2 separate regions of the Rattus norvegicus genome follow, and region 2 is linked to region 1. A link is a contact called in public Hi-C data. All regions are on one chromosome and are shown on one strand. Each heading gives the region's core, a stretch centred on a gene start, on an enhancer-like site or on the middle of the called end of the contact. The rest is flanking DNA. Distances are from core to core; before and after follow the strand shown.

The links. Hi-C and Micro-C count contacts between places; a contact is called where the count stands out from the background.
Region 2: a Hi-C map of psoas muscle shows a contact between it and region 1, with 2.9 times the contacts expected there. The contact joins two enhancer-like sites. A contact is called at or near these places in 1 of 12 Hi-C or Micro-C datasets (psoas muscle) and 1 of 1 datasets of contacts at active chromatin or transcription factors (oligodendrocytes).

What each region holds. Positions count from the first base shown.
Region 1 is chr3:49,757,599-49,760,230 of GRCr8, reverse strand. No RefSeq gene overlaps it. Among named protein-coding and RNA genes, the nearest start is that of Zeb2, 4.6 kb to the right of the region's middle. Within about 2 kb of position 1,325, at least 49 of the 93 cell types and tissues checked have an H3K27ac peak or open chromatin away from gene starts, as enhancers often do.
Region 2 is chr3:50,340,111-50,342,742 of GRCr8, reverse strand. No RefSeq gene overlaps it. Among named protein-coding and RNA genes, the nearest start is that of Zeb2, 590 kb to the right of the region's middle. Within about 2 kb of position 1,327, at least 6 of the 93 cell types and tissues checked have an H3K27ac peak or open chromatin away from gene starts, as enhancers often do.

The DNA of each region.
Region 1 (2,632 bases), core at 76-2,575:
TGCCATGTGTTTCAATGTGCTTGCAACATAAATGGTTTACAAATTGTTAAGAAGTTTTATGGATCTCCAGAAAGAATAGAATAGAATAGCAAACTTTTACAAGTACAGAAATGTTACATTTAAAAATATTGCTTTATTTCTTTGTCCTGAAAGAATGAATCTTAAAAAACACATTTAGGAAAATCAAGCATTAGATATGCAAATATGTGTTCAGATCAGAGATACCAAAATTATTCAGATGATTAATTATTCATCATAAAATGTCAATTAATAATTATGAAGCTTAAAAGGCATCTTTCTAATGCATCTTTATTTTTTTTTCTTGGCCTAAAAAAAGGGATTAATGTATATGTTCAATTGACTTGTAACAAGTTTTAAAAATTCAATGAAGTAAACAAATTGTAAACAAGAGCAAACTCTGGTTTTCAGTAGGAGAACTACAAATGTGTTCAAAGTGTAGGAAAGAGCAATAATTATAATCATCATGAAAATTATAAGTGTAGCCAGTTCATGACATAGGAAGCCTCATGTTCACTCACCTGCTAGGAAATGGACAGGAACCTGGCCAGCAAGACACTCCACACACCACGTTGTGGCTCTGCTTTGCGCTTAAACAGAACGCAGAACAGGATGCTTCTCCCTGAACTGATCAGTCTATGTTGGGGGGCAGACAGACAGACAGCTTTGGGCGTTTTCTTTTTTACACTTTCTAATAATCATGAAAAGAAAAACCAGTTTGTTTCTTGAATTTACCTACGATAATTTCTAAAGTCTGATATGCATGATTAAAATAATTTATTTATAAGTACGAACAATTTACATACTGCCTTAATTATAATGATTCTCCTTGTCAAATACTTTCGTGTTTTTCCGGAAAGATTATATCTCTTTAAAAAAAAAAGTCTGTGAGAGCTGATATAATAATAGAGTAATAAGCTGTTATAGTCACTGAGATACTCATTTATTTTCATTATTATTTCACTTTTTCCTGACACCTGGTGAACTTGTCTCTTAAGACCCAGGAGTTATTTTAGTCAGGGTGTCCGTGACCTCCTGCTGGTAGATTAATTGCATTTTAAACACTGTTTTGAAAACGAACTGATAAATCTGGACATAGAAAGTAAGCACCAAAAAAATTTACAAAGAAGGTAAATTGGGGGAAACGAGATTGCAAAAGAAATATAGAAAGACACGAGAATGCAGAAAATGCAGTTACGACAGAATTGCAAGAAAATATGGATAAAGGGCAGGGAGGGCTGAAAGGAGGGCAAGAGGAAAAGGAGGAGGGAGATTTGGGTTTCCAATCCCCAGGCGAGGCGGTTGGCGTCCGCACCCTTAATGCCCAGCCTTCCAAGTTGAGGCGAAAGCCACCTCCTCGGGCCTGCGTCGCATCTAACTTGCTGCAAGTTTTCTGGTGACTCCACCAGAGCCCCTTTTCTTCCACCACCACCACCACCCCCCTTTTGTGAGACTGACAGTCGCGTGGAGGAGGCTTTTCCAGGCACAGCCTTTCTCATGATAATCAGCCCCCTGCATCACCTCCCGGCCGCCGCGGCTTCCTCGCGGAGCGGGGCTCGCGGACCCGGGGGACCGGAAACAGGGCGGCGGGCGGGGAGCAGGCCGGCGAGCCAGGTCAGCTGACCGGGAGCGGGGCGGGGGTCGCGCGGTGCCAGGGCGGGGTCGGGTGTGTGCAGAGGGGGGGCTGCGGGCCGCCGATCCCCCCCCCCACGTGCTCCGGGACCGACGGTGGGAGCGAAGTTCGCGGGGGAGGGAGGGGACGGCGGAGGGGGGGAGAGCGACGGGGATGGGGAACTGCGAGCAGACCTGCTTTGCATCAATAAATTAAGATGCTCATTTGAGTCCTGAAGTTTGCTGGTTCCTGTCAGTAGAGACGTTGGCAAACACCCCAAAGCCGAGATGAAGCCTTTACTTCAAATAAAATAGGAAAATAAAATCCTCAGCTGGCCGCCCCGCTGGGGCCAGGTGACGTGCGAGATTCCACAGCCCGCGGGCCTCGCAGCAGGGAGGTGAGGGACGGTCGCGGGCTCTCCGGTCCTGTTTTAGTTTTGTTTGAAAGGGCTTCTCTGAGATGCTCCCGATTTTTTTTTTTTTAATAGGCTTTCCCCTCCTATCCTAGGCTCAACTCCGAATGGATTGGATTGCGAGTTTGCACGTGAGAAAACCGTTTGGCTTTGCTCAGACCCCGCGGTGCCCTCAAACACCTAATCCAGGGGTCCCGGGTATCAGCCCTTGCTCGCAACTCTAAACGAAGTTAGCCACGTCCTGCATAGCAATACAGGATTGAAATAATTCCTTTAGATGAAAGATCAACTCCATTTCTAAACCAGAAAAGAATCTTTTTTTTTTTAATTTTCCCCACATGGTACAAAATAAACACAATTTGCTTTTTTTAAAAAAAAAAATCATTAGCTGTGGCCAAATTCGAATTCTTTCTTCAGCTTGTGTGTTCAAGGGCAGCAAAGTACCTCTTCGGGCCTCTGGGCCAGCAGGAGGAGTGGGGGTGGGGAGCGGCTGTGAAAGTTAAGGAAATTGACAGACTGAGAGGTGAATGGGGGGACAGGCTCCGGGTCCCGCTGCCGGGAATTGGAAAACAAAAGGGTGTCCTCCTCAC
Region 2 (2,632 bases), core at 78-2,577, 580 kb before region 1:
GCTCAAAAATGCATTTATGATTCTGTTGTAGAACTGTTAAAAACCATGGTGCTTATAGGTGCCCTGTAAGAAAATCCAAATAATCTTCTGTTTGCAAGCATACAGCTGGTTCAGAGATAAATAGAACTCTTCAGGTGGAATGGGATTTTCATGGCCATTGCTTCATTCCTAGGACACTCTATCAACAGCTGAAGGTTAACTCATGAAGGGTGAACTGTGTCCTCATGGTTGAAAACGGCTAGCAGGCTCAGCACACATTTCCTATAATAGTAACACGTCATTCTATTCAATCACTATGTGCAATGATTACACATCACTTGAAAACGTGTGCTAAAATCAGTTTAGCTGCGAAGCACCAAGATTTAGGCATTTTCATTGTGAGTAGAGATGGCTGTTGGGCCTTCCTGGGATTCATGGAGCAGAAAAGAGATAGGAGAAGTGAAGACTCCATAGAAGGTGGGTTTTGTCAGGAGGACTTTAGGAAACTATAGCATCTAGCTTGGTATATTTATATGCCACAGTCAAGACTGAATGACCAGGAATGAGCCAAGGACCACAAAATAGCCAGGGTAGGGCCAGAGGCAGCTAGGGAGAGCTAGGAAAAGGGCCAAGCCAATAATGAAAGGGGGAATTAAAATACATATTAAGCCCTCTGAAGGGGAAAAAAATAAGCAAAATTTCCAAGACATTTCTAAGAAAACTTTGACATATTAACATTTTTTTTTGCTAAAGTAGCAAAAAATGGCTAACGTACTGGTTTCTCTAAGTACACTTTATTGCCTTTTTTCTTGAAGCCTTGAGGTAGTAAGGCCTCACACAGTAGTGAGTGAGGACCTGAAACTTAAGTTATACATCAGCCAATTACTCCGGGTTCTGAACCAGTGGGTTATTTTTCTGGCACTGGGAACCAGCTTATTTGGAGCCAGATTCTGGGGACTGAGCCTGCTTCCCCTGAGAGAGCTGGGATTCCAGTGAGCCGACAAGCTGTCTTATTTCATGAAGTGAAGCTGCCACTGGAACCCAGGGCACTTGATTGAAATTTCAGACATGTGATTTTGTCAGAGTTCGGATGCCTTTCTTTTGAAATGCCTTGCCTTAATAACCACTTTAGCCCATTGCCAATCTTTGCGGTAAGCAAGTCTCCTATGATTGGGAAAATTAATGAACAGTCACTAGCTAAAGCAATTAAACCCAGACACCCCTGATTTCAGTGTTAGGCAAAAGCCCTGCTTTGAATTCCTCTTGACTATGCAGAAGTCCTGCCATCTCTGAACTGTGGAATTACTGAGACGAATCACAACAGCATGCAGGAAGGGGCGGGGTCCGAGCAGCTGTGCTGCTGCGCAGGTCGGACTAGGGACAAGCTGTCCAAGCTTGGGGCACCCCATGTCTGCTCCCCCAAAGACGGAGAATGCTAGGTAGCTGGCAGCCGCAGAAGTGTACTGGCTTGTCCGAGGACCAAGGGTGTTTGCTTGTTTTAAGAAAAGCTAAAATCTGCTCTGGTGTCCACCACTACACCACAGTTCCCATGCCCTAGTGCATTCCTCTTTCCAGATCCCAAGCCTTTTTTTTTTTTTTTCTCGAGCCTCCCTACGTGCACTCCAGGATGCAGACAAAATGAAATCCAAGTGACCTATGTGGGGTGGATTTTTTTTTTTTAAGAAACAGAAAATTAAACGAAAAAAAAAAAAAAAAAGCCCTGTTCTCACTTTTTTTTCTTTTGGAGGGGGTATGTTTATTTTCTCAGAGACACTTTCTGGCAATGATGAGGGAATTCAGTTCTATTAAACTGTTTTCTTTTAAAAAAAGTATTAGCCCGTGCTTAACTTTATTTTCTGGCTCCCTAGTCTAATAAAAAGTTTTGACAATTGCTTTTCTGAAGGGAAGGTGTCAAGTTTTCTGATTTGAGAAGACCGAGGGTTTCAGAAAAGGGAAAATGTTTTCACAGAACTTTACCAATATTTTGACTGTTACCCAACATGGTAGGAGAAAATCCTGGGAAAAGGTTTTTAGAGACATTGATATTAAATAAATTAGAACTAAATGATGGTGTTTGCTAAGTTATTTATTCATAAAATTAAACACATTCAATGAGTTAGGAAAAGTAATTCCTAAATGTTTCAGTTGCTCTGATTTACAAACATCAATTTTTTTAAAAGAAGAAAACAGCAACTTTTGGAGGTAAAGTAGGTTTTGGTAGCATCGGGGGAGGCTGAAGCCAACTTGTGTAATTGATAAAAATTGATTTTTCTTGCCTTGCTCTCTAACAGTGCGCTCATCTCTGCTCATGAGCCATACTTAGTACCAACTGTATACATTGCGCTGTTTCTCTCACTCACTGTCATGGTATTCATGCTACCCCGCAGCTATATTAAGACTTTTTCTATAGGTAGGCGGTGACAGAGGCTACATTGGACTTGGGTGTCCCTATACATTAAAAAAAAAAGATATCCAGATACAGTCTTTTAAAAAACTAGCAAAGGAAATATCAGGGTGAGATTTTATTCCCTGACTTTACATTCACTTTCAAACAGCTTCCTTTCCTCCTGCCTTCTACGTACTCCTACATACCTGGGCCTCTTGTTTCCACACTGCATTTCAATCTTAGTCATTACTGTGAATTTCCAGCGTT